Linked DNA regions of Zea mays: regions 2 and 3 are each linked to region 1. The links are chromatin contacts, called in public Hi-C maps. All regions are on one chromosome and are shown on one strand. Each heading gives the region's core, a stretch centred on a gene start, on an enhancer-like site or on the middle of the called end of the contact. The rest is flanking DNA. Distances are from core to core; before and after follow the strand shown.

Region 1 (4,985 bases), core at 710-3,209:
GTGTATGTTTGCTACAATTCATACTTAAGTCCTTCCCTCCTCCATGTCCGCATTTTCCAACAGCATATTTTGCACCTGAGTCTGTTCTGATTCCGGAATTCTCTGTTTCCTTCTGCTCCATGACTGCATCTCCGAAAGCCAGCCTTCGACCTGTCAGTACGTTGCTTCTGGCGGTCTCCTCACCTGTCCTGATCTTGCCAACACTGAGTTCCTGCATTCGGCACATTCATTAGTTTCTGGATGAGCCATATGGCTACATGTTTTATTACTTGACATTGCTTCAGATTCTTACCAGCTTGATATCTGCTCCCCCCTTGCTGCCAGTTACTGAGAGTAATTCTGAAAACAGACAGGAAGGTGTGTCAGTTCATCAAACATGCATGCTTAAACTGAGAAGGGAACGAGGTGGGAAGTTCATCAAACATGCATGCTTAAACTGAGAAGGGAGATGATTATGTCTAACCTCTATGCGCGATGGCGACGAAGGGGCCAAGGGTGTCCGAGACGACGGCCAGCCCAAGCAAGAAGCTTACACAGTTTAACGGCCGCATAACTAACTGTTCAGCCCTGCTTGCTTTTTAGGTATGTCTGTCATTAAACTAACAGAAACGGAAGGAGAGGGAAAGCAGGACAAAGGAAGGGTAGTTTTATAGGCCTTCAGAGAGACATGTGTACTCCATTATATTGGTCAAAGCAGAGTTCCAATACCTCCTCTTTCTATTCATAGAAGAATTGTTGGACCTGTACTTTAATCCATACAACTAGGCAGGTCCCCGGCAATTTTTTTATTGGCTTAATCTAGCATATTCATTCATGTCATGTGCCTGGGAGATCTCAAAGTCTGTCCATTGCCATTTGCCAAAGATTAGTTTCCTAGGATCTCATGCACAGTGAGAGTGCTTCAAGGATTGGCAAATTGCTTGAGATAGATGATTTTGATCACAGTGTGGAAGAAGGGGCAAACTTTAGTCGCCAACTGGAGAGGGTGTCAGTAAACAAGGCCAGAACCTAGAGTTTCACCTCCCGTTGATCTTAAGCAACGCGACCATATTGAATCATCAAATTAGGTGATAATCTAGAGACAACTGGTGGTGGTGTGAAACAGCCGCCCTGGACAAGCATACTGATACTGTACCTGGAGAGACAGCCAACACGGTCTTCTGAGACTTACCAGCTAGCAGCATGCGTGCCATTGTCTCGGCATTGCGGTTTGCCTATTCCATTCCATGCATCTGAACGAACTCTGAAGTGGAATGATTCAGATCACTGCGCTGCGTCCTTCATTTGTTTTCCCCACTGACCGAGGTCGTCGTCGGTGATCTGTTCTTCGGGTGTTGGGGGAGTTTGTAGTGCATCGACCGGGGACATCACCAATTGATACAATGTCAGGTGTTGGGTATGTCTCTTCTTTGCTTTGCTTTGCTTTGCTGGCCAAGTGGCCATGGCGGCCCTGGTCCCTGGTGGCGTCGCGCTACAGGCGGTAGACACTGTAGCATCGTGGGGGCAGCCGCACACATACACCACGTCGGGGGTCACGCCGTGGCTCATGGCTGACCTCCACGCCTCCAGCTCTCGGGCAGAACATTGGCGCCATCGCGCTGCCAGGCGAACGTGACACGCCAGCTCTCGGGCAGAACAGCGGGGTGGTCGACGCGACACGCAGGCTGCCGCTTTCCGCGACGTCGTGGGCCGCGGTGCAGCTCCCGCGGCGGGGCCGGCTACGAGGTCCGATCTGGTGGGTCCACCCGGCAGAGCCGGCAATGGAGGAAATAAACCGAGGCAGAGGGAGCGCCGGCCTTAGCAAGGGGAGGCGGGCGAACGTGCGCCGGGGCCTCGGACGCCGCCGGACGCATCATTCGCATTAATTTTACTGGGGACTGGGGAGGCGGCGGCGGCGTCGAAGGAGCGAGAGAAGGGGACTGGGGATGCGGAGCACGAGGGCGTGCGCTCCGTCGCTCCGATCGTGGCGGCAGGCAGCGACACATTTTTCCTACTCACGGTAGCCGCGCGCAGCTCGGATCGAGGGTTGTACGAGTACGAGTGAGTTCCAAGGTTTCATTGGCAAAAGCACTTGACTATGCATATTCGATACACATTCGCATAATTCACAATGAGATATAGAAAAAATGGGCGACACGGGCAGCGAGATCCCGAAAGCAACAGTTTCACCTCTTTTTATCATTATAGGATTTAGCGAGAGCATTTCTAACAAAAACATCTCCAAGAGACTATTTATGGCTTTCTATTTAACCATCTATATACATTTTTATAAAAATTATACTCTATATAGCATCTCAATTCAACAGACTATCTATCTAGTTTTACTAGTCATGTGGCTATCCAAATTTAGCTAGTGGGAGAGTCAATTTGAAAAATCAGATAGTTAGTCAAAAGTTATTTTACTGTTGAGTAGCTAAAATTTAGTTTGACAAGTCATTTAACTATTCTATTGGAGATGCTCATCAATATAAAAATTAGGTGGACACACTCATACACATTTTCCATAGTATTTTGACACAAACAATTGGACGGTAGGCATTGTTCTTGCAAGCGTACTCCCCTGTCCTGAACTAAAAATAACTTTATGAGATTTAAACTGTATCCTTTAAAACTTAGCATTCTATAAATATACGGAAACCAATGTGAAAGCTGATTACGGAAGAATATAAACAATAAAACATTCAATTAGACACTAAGTTTAAGTTCCCACATCCACAAAACAATATCATGAAACAATATGCAGATGCTTTTCGAATTCTGCGTGTTTCTCTGCTTCCAAATTCTTCAAGAGAACAACGAGAAGGCTGAATCAAATCCTTCTCGAAGGCCCTGGCCGGCCAATGGTTATAACCATGGCGTTCACTTCCGCGAGTCCTTTGTTGTTCAGCTTCCTGCGCAAGAAAGAAGAAAGCCAGCAGTATGCCAATTGCCAAACTTTGCTTTGCGTAGGTGCAAGGGCAGAAAGCTGACCGACGTTCTCTAGTTCTTGATCACAGAGGGAACAGCTTGCTGTTCAGCAGCAGTCACTCCCGGGCATTAGGACCTTGCCGCCGGCTTCACCCATGCGGCCATGCCCAGCAGCGCAATAAGCCAATAAGGTCGTCAGTTGTTTTAGGGAAAAGCAATATGGCCGTTGAGCATTGGGTTTAAGACAGCCCAGACTGCCTGGCTGCTAGACTTTGATCCTTCGAGGGCAGGATCCCATGCCACAGTGCCACACACAGGTGCGCAGGTACTGTTTGGATGATTGGATCTACGAAGGGAGTGGTAACTGGTAAGGCTATCTTCGGCGCCTCTTCTATCACATCCCTCGTCCCACCATTTATTTTAAATTTCACCCTGCCACGCGCGACAACATCTTGTCGAGCTGCCCCCTCCATCGGGCGCGCCCAGTAAGCATAGAAAAAGCGGGCTAAACGGGCCGGTAAGCACGATTTAGTGTAAAAATAACAGGTTTCACGGGCTTAAAGGTAAACGGGTCGTGTCAGGCTACCACCGTGCTTAGTTTCCTGTCCGGCCCGTATAAAAGCAGGTTGGACTGTGCTCATACCGAGCCAAAAAACATGCTTCAAGCCGGGCTTTCGTGCTTCATGCTTTATGTACATCTATAAGTGGTGGTCATGGCACATTGGCATCCTGCTGCTGCAGCCGCAGGAAATGCCAATTCCACTATACTAATAGAAGGGAAAAATAAATCGAAGAACAACAAGTGATGATCGCGAAGCTTTACTTGCGGAAATAGTGCCGCCAATCGAAGTAGGCTAGCTGCTCATTTACGATTGCATTGGGTTTTCGTTACTTTATACCACTATATAATCCACAAATTTAAACTTTATAAAACTCATCCAACCAAATCACTTTCACACTCATAATCTCCACTAAATCCACCCAACAAATTGCACCCAAACTTAATACATCATCAAAATCAATAGTTCAGATCGTTGAATAACTCTTCCTTATTCATTCAAATCCAATGAACAATATTATTTGGATCATCCTTCGTCTCTCATCTCTTCTCGTCGGCCCCAGCCTCCCTCTCCCTCGCGTCCTCGCCGCCTCATCTCCCTCACTCGCGCCGCCACCACCGTCAACTCCTCTCCTCACCTCCTGAGTTCATAGCGTTAGTAAGGGCAATATGCTAGTGTAACTAAAAGTCAACAGACGGAAAAGGATGGAGCGAGGTATTGCACTAAGAAACCATCGAGTAGAGTAGTATGTACTCCTCGTCACCGTTCTCATCCTCCTCTCCCCTCGATGGATCCACATATAGACCGTATAGCAACATGATCGTAATTGTGCCATGGTGCCATTGGAAGGGTGACCAAGTGGCAACTAGTCGTCTGTTCCTACTTCCTACTATCATCGTAGTCGTAGACCCGGTTGCAGCGCCGCGTCCACCATACACCACTCTAAAACGAGGCAGAATATTTGTGGGCATAGTCCTTCCAAGTTCCCAAACACCTCATGGGCCACACATGCCTCAGTCTAGGCAACTTTTTTAGATGGCGCCCTAACCGGTGCCAATCCTTTCGTATATGATGTTTTCCTTCAAGTTGATTAATATAGTGAGTGTATGACCTATTTGAATATTTTGAGAACCCCAAGATTTCTAAAGATGGTATTCACAAGTATATTAATACCCTTAATACCTTGTTTAGCAAGGATGATTCAGATGTGTGTGTGTACACACATTTTCAGAATAGCTAAGAAGTCTTTGTAGGCACTCTCATCTATATTTAATGAAAAGGACACAACACAGATCATATAGCAGTGCCAATTGAGCAGTCATGTCTCTTATAACATCAAAAAAAATATAGCACTTCACGTCCGACCACACCCTCACAGCCTAGCGAGGTGAGCGAGTGAGCAAGTGTGGCATGATAGTCTCCTTTTCCTAACTTCACAATAGATGAACACTAAGTCTACCTTATAAGTTGTTCACAGTCTCCCTAGGGTAGCAATGTGGGATTAATCTCTTAACTCCT
Region 2 (4,402 bases), core at 1,574-4,073, 150 kb after region 1:
TGGCAGAAGGTGTTCCAGCAGTTTCTTCTTCTATATCAGCTGCCTTCTGCTTCGGAGCCGCACCCTTTCTTTTCTTCGAAGCATCTGTCTTTGGCTCAGGCCTCAGCTTTCTCTTTTTTAGTTGTTCTTCATCATCTTTCACCAATTTAGCATCTTCTTTATTCAGAACACTGGCAATTCTCTTTCTCTTCTATCCTTCGGCGCCTCGGTCTAGTCGCTCATAGTCAGGATACTCAAAGTTCAGAGCATCCATTACTCGGTTTGACCTTCACTTCGGACGAGTGCCGAAGGCTGCAGTCATTAGTTGATCTTCTTTTTTAGAATAATTGCCAAGAATGTCGTTGCACATAACTTCAATTATGTCTAACCATTCTTGGCAAGGTACTTTGAAATGTTTCTTGAATTTATAATAGTAGGGTAACCGAACAAGTTCCCGCTTTTTATTTTCTCCCTTGAGCTTCGGTATGTCCCACTCTTTCAAAGTTGGGAACACTCTAAAAGCCAAGAATTCTTGCACCAGATCCCTAGTGCCAATATGCTCCGCAATAACTCGAAATTCGCCCAGTGCAATTTGGCTTGGACTCTTCGGTGTCATGTTGCACTGGGGCCTGGTTTCTCCGAAGATTAATTCCAGTGGACTTTGGACCAGCTTCTCCTTTTCTTCATCAACTTTGACGTAAAACCATTCAGTCTTCCAACCAGCTGGCCACTTGGTACGATAGCTGATAACTGGAAACTTTGTATTTTTGCGATAGGCAAAATTGTAGCAGCCGAAGTTTTCATGCAGCCCATCCTCTCTAGCTTTTGTTTGATAATAAAGCTCATGTACTCGGCAGAAGCCTTCGGCAAATAGTTCTACCCCCTGGCTTCGGAGGGCCCAGATGTAAACACTAAGCCTAACGATGGCGTTAGGAGTTAGTTGATGAAGATAAATCCCAAACTTCTTCAAAACATCAGCAATCATCCCATTCAAAGGAAATCTTAATCCTGCTTTAAAGAAGCTTTTGAACACTACCACCTCATCCTTTTCCGGCTTCGGAGTAATTTCCTCTTCGCCAAAACGAACCAGCTCCTTCTTTGCTTCACTGAAATAGCCTAACTTCATCAGCTTAAACATATCACCTTTGGTAATGGTGGATTTCCCAAACTCCAGGTGGCTGGGTTTAGATGGCACGGCGCTGTAATCATCTTCAGATTCAATTTCCTCAGCATCAACCTGCTCAGCTTCAGCGGCAGGTGCATCCTCCGATACTACCAGCCCTGACCGTTGCATCACTTCAGAGATTGGAGCGGTTTCGGCACCTTCGGCTTCCTCTCCATCGCGAGTAACCCTAGCTGTTGAGCGTACCCTAGCCATCTGATGATTGAATTTCTTGATTTTTTACGAAGTTGAAATTTTTTTAACTTTGCCGAAGCTCTTTCTTGTTACGAAGCTTGAGCAAATTGAATAGCTTCAGTTGAGGACGCAGTAAGCAAGCTTCGGCTATGGTCAAATTTTTGGCAGCAAAACAGTGCAATAGCAATGAATGTTGTGGTAACTTCACACCTACCCGTCTGTTTATATAGTGCCGCAGGTGGGAAGGTAAATCGTCAAGTCTTCCGCACCGGACAAACAGCCGCCTGCACCCACTGAACGGTGGGCCACAGAGCCCGAGAAGGTGAATCGCCAGGACGCGCGTAACTGCTGCATGGCGGGGCCACCTCGCGCTCGGATTATTTCAATCGTTTCTCGGCAACGAGCTCAGGGAAGGTGTTTTTCAGATCTTCGGCATCCCGAAGCCTAAGAGACTTTTTCACGGATCAAGCTCGTTACGAAAAACGATCTAGCACCGCGAAGTGGCTACTGTTGGGGGCAAGCTTCGTAGCCGAAGATCCTGAAGAAAGAAACACCTTCAGCAGATCCTCTCAAAAGCAGTGTCGAAGCTATCATCTATAAAGCTTCGGTATAGTGACATGTCTCAAGACGAAAGAGTGAACCGACCTAAAGATGAAATGACCGATAGACCCATGATAGTTTGTGTCATGATTGTAATCGATTGCAAAGGGCATAAATGTAATTTCATACAGGCTGCGCTCTGTGCCTATAAATAGATGAACAGTATCCCCGTACTGTTCACGCAATCTTGTAATCGTTTGCACGCGACATTTGGATTATCGCCTTCTGTCAAGACGAAGGTATAAATGTGATTAAATATTATATATTTGAATTTATATAATGAAATATATGAATAAGTTTATGTGTTTTGATATATTATTCCTTTTGTCTTATATTTTATATTTCATCTTTCATTATTTTGCAATTTTAATCACGAAGGTATGACCTTCGTGATTTTTGCTCTTGACATTCGTCTGAAGTTCATTATATCATTGGGGAAATAATGTTTCAATGGACGAAGGTCGTTAAACATTTAATATTTTATGTTGTCTTATTCTTAATTCGAAGTATTTAAGAACAAGTCCCTAACACTCAAAGTCCTGCCCGTCGGCGACGTCAAGGCTAGGACCATGTGGGCCACGAGGTAACCGACGGTGTGAACTGACAGCACCAGGGAGTAGACGCCCAAGAGTAGAACAAGTCCCTAACACCCAAAGTCCTGCCCATGACGACCTGGAGGACGCGGAGCAGCGGCACGAGCTTGTTGTTCGTGTCGCGGATGATGGGATCATCGGTGATGCGGTCGATGGCAAGGTCGACACTCTGCTAGACGCCATCGGCGGCGGGGGGGGGGGGGGGGGGGGGGGGGGGGGGGGGGACCCGCACCATATGTCACCATGGGCAGCAGCAGGAGCTTGCGTAGACCCATGACCCCTCGCTATCGTTTGGCTTCGCCATTGCCAACAGTGAAGAGAGTGGGGGGAGGCAGGTGTGGCGCTAGACCACGACAGCTGTCGGGAGATGGAGAATCCCGCGGAGGCTCCTAAACCCTACTTATCAAAGAGTATAAAAAGATTGTTCTATTGGCCAGGCCAAAAATCTGATGTTGAACTGTTTGTGAAACAATGCCAAATATGCCAACAAGCCAAACATGAAAATTGTAAGTATCCAGGGCTGCTACAGCCACTACCCATTCCTCAAGATTGTTGGCAAGATATCTCCATAGACTTTGTGGAAGGGCTGCCTAAATCAAATGGGTACTCGGTCATTTTGGTGGTGGTGGACAGATTGACTAAATATGCCCACTTTATCCCAGTGAAACACCCGTTTACTGTTGCCCAGATTACCAAGTTGTTTTTCTCACAGATTGTGAAGTTACATGGTTTGCCAAGGTCAATAGTCTCTAATAGAGACAAAATTTTCACTAGTACTTTTTGGCAAGAATTGTTTAAATTGAATAGCACAAAACTACATCTTAGTTCAGCATACCACCCTCAATCCGATGGACAAACTGAACGCATCAACCAATGTCTGAAGATGATTTTAAGGTGCGCAGTTCACCATACTCCTACTCAATGGGCTAAGTGGATTGATTCAGCTGAGTTGTGGTATAATTCTTGTTACCTCTCTTCTTTAAAGTGCTCTCCCTTTAAAGCTTTATATGTCATGGATCCAAACCTCGGAGTTCTGCCTAGTAATTGGTCTGCTGGTACTTTTGATGCTCAGCTCACATTGTAACAAAGACAAGCTTTCTTGGCTGTCATTAAGTCCAATCTGGCATCTGCTCAAAATAAGATGAAGTTGTATGCTGATAATAACAAAACCTTTCTACAGTTTCAGATTGGAGAATGGGTATATCTGAAACCACAACCATTTGCACAATCTTCTGTCGCTCATAGACCTTGTGCCAAGCTCTCCTTCAAATATTTTGGACCATTTAAAAACATTGAGAAATATGGACATGCTGCTTATAAGCTGCTACTTCCAGAATCAGCAGCTATTCATCTGGTTTTCATGTATCCCAATTGAAGCCACATGTGACGGACCATACCCCAGTCTTTGCTGACATTCCTCCTGCAGCTGTGTATGAGGACTTTTCTCCAGAACCTGAACTCATTCTGGACCGTCGTTTGGTTCGCAAAGGAGCTACAGCTGTACCACAGGTCCTGATCAAGTGGAAAGGATTGCCCCAAGAGATGTCTTCATGGGAGGAGTACTACGTCCTCAAAAATAGGTTCCCATCTTCATCCATCTGGGGACCAGTTGGATCCGTAGGGGAGGCGATGTCACGACGGTGGTAACTGAGGATTCATCTTCTTGTTAAGCCGGATGGCGGGAGACAGCATGTACAGGTTAATGGGCCATGGGCCGTTGTAATAAGTGATAGTTAGTGGGCTAATCCCTGTCTGGCTATATAATACCGATTGTTGTAATGAACTGGATATGATGAATACAAAAGAAACTTACCACCTCTCTTCTCTTCTCGTTCTTCTTTCTCTGCTCTTCCCCTTTTCTGCTTCTTCTCCG
Region 3 (4,626 bases), core at 650-3,149, 210 kb after region 1:
CAAATATGTGTTGAATAAACAATGTTCCGCTATGTAATATATCTAGCAAATGGCATGAACTAAAATATGCAGTTAATAAGATTCTGAAGATCCATCATGAGATCCTAGGAGGACTCATATTTTTGAATTATAAATATGCAACATATAAATCTCGTACCGAATAATACATTCCTGACGAATGAACACTCTCCTGTGTAGGGAGAATATCTCCTAGCTGAGATTATAGTTCCCAGATGGAACCTTTTCAGAAGAAGCAAAGTCTGTGTTGAACACCAAAGTTTGATAACCCCTATTAATGGATAAAGACCCATACATACCCGAAAAAGGAATATGATGAGGTACCAAAGGACTTGAAGTTCACCAAATAAGCACATGTGCATTCCATGAGTTTTACTCATGGTAATTTCCACTAGATGTGGAATTACGGTATCCTCTAAAGCCCTGATGGCAGAAACCTATAAGGTTTAGGTGTTACTGGCAAAATATACCCATTGTGCCAGAATGACAGACTATAATGATGTATCTGATCGATGAAAAATCCCTGATGGATTACGATCTTTGATGGACTTTTGTTACACCATCATAGATGTTGCAATGGATGAACGCCTGGAGCGATGTGTCATATTTAGAATATGTATTATTGCAACTATATTATCCCCTAAGTCCTATTGAAGGACATGTTACTTGCTTTGCACAACTATGTATAAATTGCGGTGTAAGATAGAAAATTATAGCACCCCAACCTCATCCATTCTCGTTATTCCAGATGAACAATGAGACATATATCTTGAAGAGTATGCTTGAGTTATGAGGGATAACGACTTAGACGGATGTCATCGTCAGGGGGAGCGAATGCTTATATTGATCACAATTGTGAGACAATAAATATCATATTCTATGCCCTGAAGGCATCAGCTTGATGATTAATATGTGAACCTTTATGGAAGTTTCTATCAAATATAAAGATCCAGTCGATCGAACACCATCAGTCAAAGTGGCTTGTTTATGTTGATACGTGTACTTACCTCGTATATCCTAGAAGTGAGTAGAGGTGAAGTTCCTGAAATAATCCTTGCAACAGTATGCAATCTGTTTGCTAAATCTCTATGTGCGTATACTTCCAGAAGAAGATGTTGTGCCATATTGATACGTTTTTCCAAGGATCAGGGGGAGCACATTTCTAAATTTAGCCCTTGTAGAAGATTCGATGGAATCCTGATCCAGAAGATCGAAATTTGTTCTGATGACATTTGTTGTACTCTTTTTTCCTTAGTGAGTTTTTCTGAAGTTTCTCACATAAGGTTTTTAATGAGGCAACAAAGTGCAAATGCAATTTGCGTCACCATGTACTCTTTCTCCATATTTTTCTCACTGGGTTTTTGGGAGTTTTAAAGAGTCATGTGTTGGTCGCGGTATTCGCCCAAGGGGGAGTGTTAAGTAACCCTAGTTAAGGTTATGTGGGCAAATACCGGCTTTGCCCCTGAGGGGTCTCACATATCTATATAAGGAACTTGTACACCCCTTCATATGATAGAGATCAGAAAGAGGCCAGAGGCCCAACCCTATATCATGTGTCTCGTGTGTTTCCTCTGTCGTGCTTATGGGAAGGGAGACGGATTCTCTACAGCTTCTTGCGCCTCTACTGCTGACGGGGGAAGGGAGCGGATCTGGTGATCCGTGGTAACGTAGTTCTCAACAGAATTCACTATTGAGTATTGACCTCCCTGTTCTCCCGGGCTCCCCTTCCTCCCACTCCCAAGTCACAAATGGGCCCTCGTATGCTATATATGGACCAAGAAAGACATTCAGTCCATTTGGGCCAGATTCGTCTACTGAGCCCAAGGAATAGAATCAATCAGTGTCTACTCTCTCCACAGGCCCAAAACGCCTCCAAGCCGTCCAAGGGTACTCGAGCTCGAGCTACACTCGGCGTTTACGGCGCCGGCGATCACCCACCGCGTCCTCCGCCTTGTCCTCTTTCCTCAACCTAACCCCCATCCAGCGAGGTTTCTCCGCTCTCATATAGGTGAGGCCCCAAACCCCCTGCCCCTCTGCGTTCTCTGCGAGCTTCGGATTGAGTGGCGCTGACCGCGTTTGTGGGGGATCAGAATCAGATATGAAGAGGGCGGCGCCGTCTCAGGAGCCCCTCGACGTTTCTTCCGGGGACTCCTCGGGCTCGGATTCCGATCAATTAGGCGGCAAGGATAAGGGCGGGAGCGCCTCTAAAGCTGCTGCAGGGGCTGAAGGTGAGAGCTCTCCGATGGTTTGCTGACTCTAGATCTGCTAATCTAATTGCATATGCGTGTTCCGGTTGCTGCCTTGGTATGGTTGATCGATGGTTCACTGTGCTGTGACTGTTGAAAGTTTTACTTGCTCCACTGGCCCTGAGATAATTGATTGGTCAATTCTGAGTAGTCTAGTCGAATATGAGTAGTCTGGTCGATTGTTAGTGTGTGGTCACATAGTTCTTATTGTTCAGTTTTCACTTTCACAATCGATGCAACATAGTCTATAGGATTTATTGATATTAACCAACTATACATGAAGAATCATTTATGAAGATTATCTCCTAATGGAGTGGCACTGACCATGTTTCTGGTTACTAGATGTGAAGAGGGTGGTGCTGCATAAGGAATCCCAGGACGTATCTTCTGATGATGACCTTAGCTCGGATTCTGATGATGATGCTGGGAAGGGGAATGCTTGGAATGCCTTTGGGCTGCCCAATTCCTCCAAAGCTGCTTCGACGGCAGAAGGTGAGAGCTAATGACTTTGTTTCTATGTGTTTCACTTGTGGATAGGACTAGGTGACGAATTGATATGGTTGATGTACTGTGACTGTTGAAGTTTGTGGATTGGACCTTAGCTGACACCTGGTTTTTGAGTATGCTTGTCTCTGGGTTTCACCTTTTCGATGATGCAGCGTAGGTCATAAGGCGTATATTTGCATTGGAACCCTACATGAAGACTACTGCCTATTGGTTCATGAATCTGGTCTTGTCAAATCAAATTTAATATGGAGAGAATAATCAAAAGCAAGTTATTGGATAGACTTCTTAGTTGATATTTATTTGCCTTACAAAAGTTGGTGTGCAACTGAAAAATAGGCTCAACAAGTTTCATTTTAAAATGGAAGAACAAAAGTACTTTAGGAATGTAATTACCATAACCGGAGCTCTCTTCGAACATGGTAGTCTTCATGTGATTGAGTGAACTCTATGATATGTTGGCTTGATTTCCATGGAATGTTGTCAGCTTATCCTACATATAGTCTTGTCCTTGAGTGGAATAGTTGAAAGTTTCGAGTTTCCCAAACTTATGGTCATCATATTAATACAGCAGCAGCTTGGAATTTTTGGTAGATTAGGTTTGTTGTTCTTTTTTACAGATTGTTATGGCACTAAATAGGCTCGCCTTTCCTGACCTCCAATGTTTTGCTTTAAGCTGCAGCTGCTGGTTTACCAGCCAATGCATGTATTTGGTTATCCGGTTTATTTAAGAAATTTGTTTCTGCATTTTCCCAAGGAATAGTTTGTGCTACCAAGGAAGATGCTTTTTAAAATATGGCTTTAGTATTTATTTTTTTTGGTTGCAACTTTTTTTTGTAACTACTATAGCCAAATCAATTCTTGCGAATAAGACTAAATTCTTTGATTTTAAAAATGTCCATTGAGAAAAAGAGACTATTGTTTCTTAACTTGGCACGTCTGAGACATGGATCGAGCTGCCACAGATCCTTGGGAATGATCTTTCTAATGAGGTAATGGGATCGTGCAGGTGCTCTGATCAGGAGGGCCGAAATGTATCAGCAATACATGAAGCGCATTCCGGTTCCTGCTTACCGTGATTCTGTAATCCCATTCACATCGTGGCTGGGACTCGCCGGATCGCTGAAGCAGCTGTATGAGCAACCCTTGCATTACCTCACCAATGTCCTCTTAAAAAAGTGGGACCAGCAAAGGATTGGGAGCGATGATGAGCACCGGCGTCTGGACGCTATCATCCACCCTGCCAGAGCTGAGACCCTGGTTTGGGCCACTGAAGAGGTCCATAGGCTGACCACCTCTGGCCAGCACTTGGCTAGCCTCTGGGCCTCAGATCCCATGTATCATGCTCACGTAGATCCCGTGTTTGCTTCCGTAAAGCTGGAGTAGCCACCGTTATGAATTGGGGGGTTTTGGTGTTTCCATGGTGTAAGCCTGCACATTTTGATTTGCTAAAACAGCAAGTACCAATCTAGTGACGCGAACTCCAGTCCAGATGACGCTTGTTCTGAGTATGATATCTTGTCGTTACGGTTCATTTTAACATTAATCTTAGCTCTGTGAACAGCAGCCAGGTCAAAGAAGAAGAAGAAAACCGGTGTGGATTTCAGCGCTCTGAGCCGGCACGGATACCATGGCGGCCCATCCGTCTTGACAGTTCGTCCGGCAGCGGAGGAACCGAACTGGTCCTGGTCCACTGGGAAAGACCGCGACGGCAAAGAGGACGCACACGCACCCGAGTCCTACGAGGAACGCGAGCGTACCAGGGCCGCAGTAACCGAAGGGGAGAAGTTCATCGGGCTGCAGAACGCGCCGCCGAACCAGCTGTTGCTGGAGAAAGACAGGAAGGAGAAGGACGCCT

The links. Hi-C and Micro-C count contacts between places; a contact is called where the count stands out from the background.
Region 2: a contact with region 1 is called in a Hi-C map of tassel, with 4 times the contacts expected there. The contact joins the enhancer-like site here to the promoter of LOC103629718 in region 1. A contact is called at or near these places in 7 of 25 Hi-C or Micro-C datasets (bundle sheath, ear, leaf and 2 more).
Region 3: a contact with region 1 is called in a Hi-C map of ear, with 2.6 times the contacts expected there. The contact joins the promoter of LOC100276351 here to the promoter of LOC103629718 in region 1. A contact is called at or near these places in 2 of 25 Hi-C or Micro-C datasets (ear and tassel).

The regions. Positions count from the first base shown.
Region 1 is chr6:107,606,650-107,611,634 of Zm-B73-REFERENCE-NAM-5.0, forward strand. LOC103629718 reads right to left here and starts at 1,960. Exons shown (of 3, transcript XM_008650834.4): 1 at 464-1,960; 2 at 293-339; 3 at 1-211. The coding sequence starts at 551.
Region 2 is chr6:107,753,843-107,758,244 of Zm-B73-REFERENCE-NAM-5.0, forward strand. No RefSeq gene overlaps it. Among protein-coding and RNA genes, the nearest start is that of LOC118472224, 22 kb to the right of the region's middle. Within about 2 kb of position 2,824, at least 2 of the 20 cell types and tissues checked have an H3K27ac peak or open chromatin away from gene starts, as enhancers often do.
Region 3 is chr6:107,815,402-107,820,027 of Zm-B73-REFERENCE-NAM-5.0, forward strand. It overlaps LOC100276351, which reads left to right and starts at 1,900. Exons shown (of 4, transcript NM_001365198.1): 1 at 1,900-2,026; 2 at 2,109-2,246; 3 at 2,607-2,756; 4 at 4,333-4,626. The coding sequence starts at 2,117.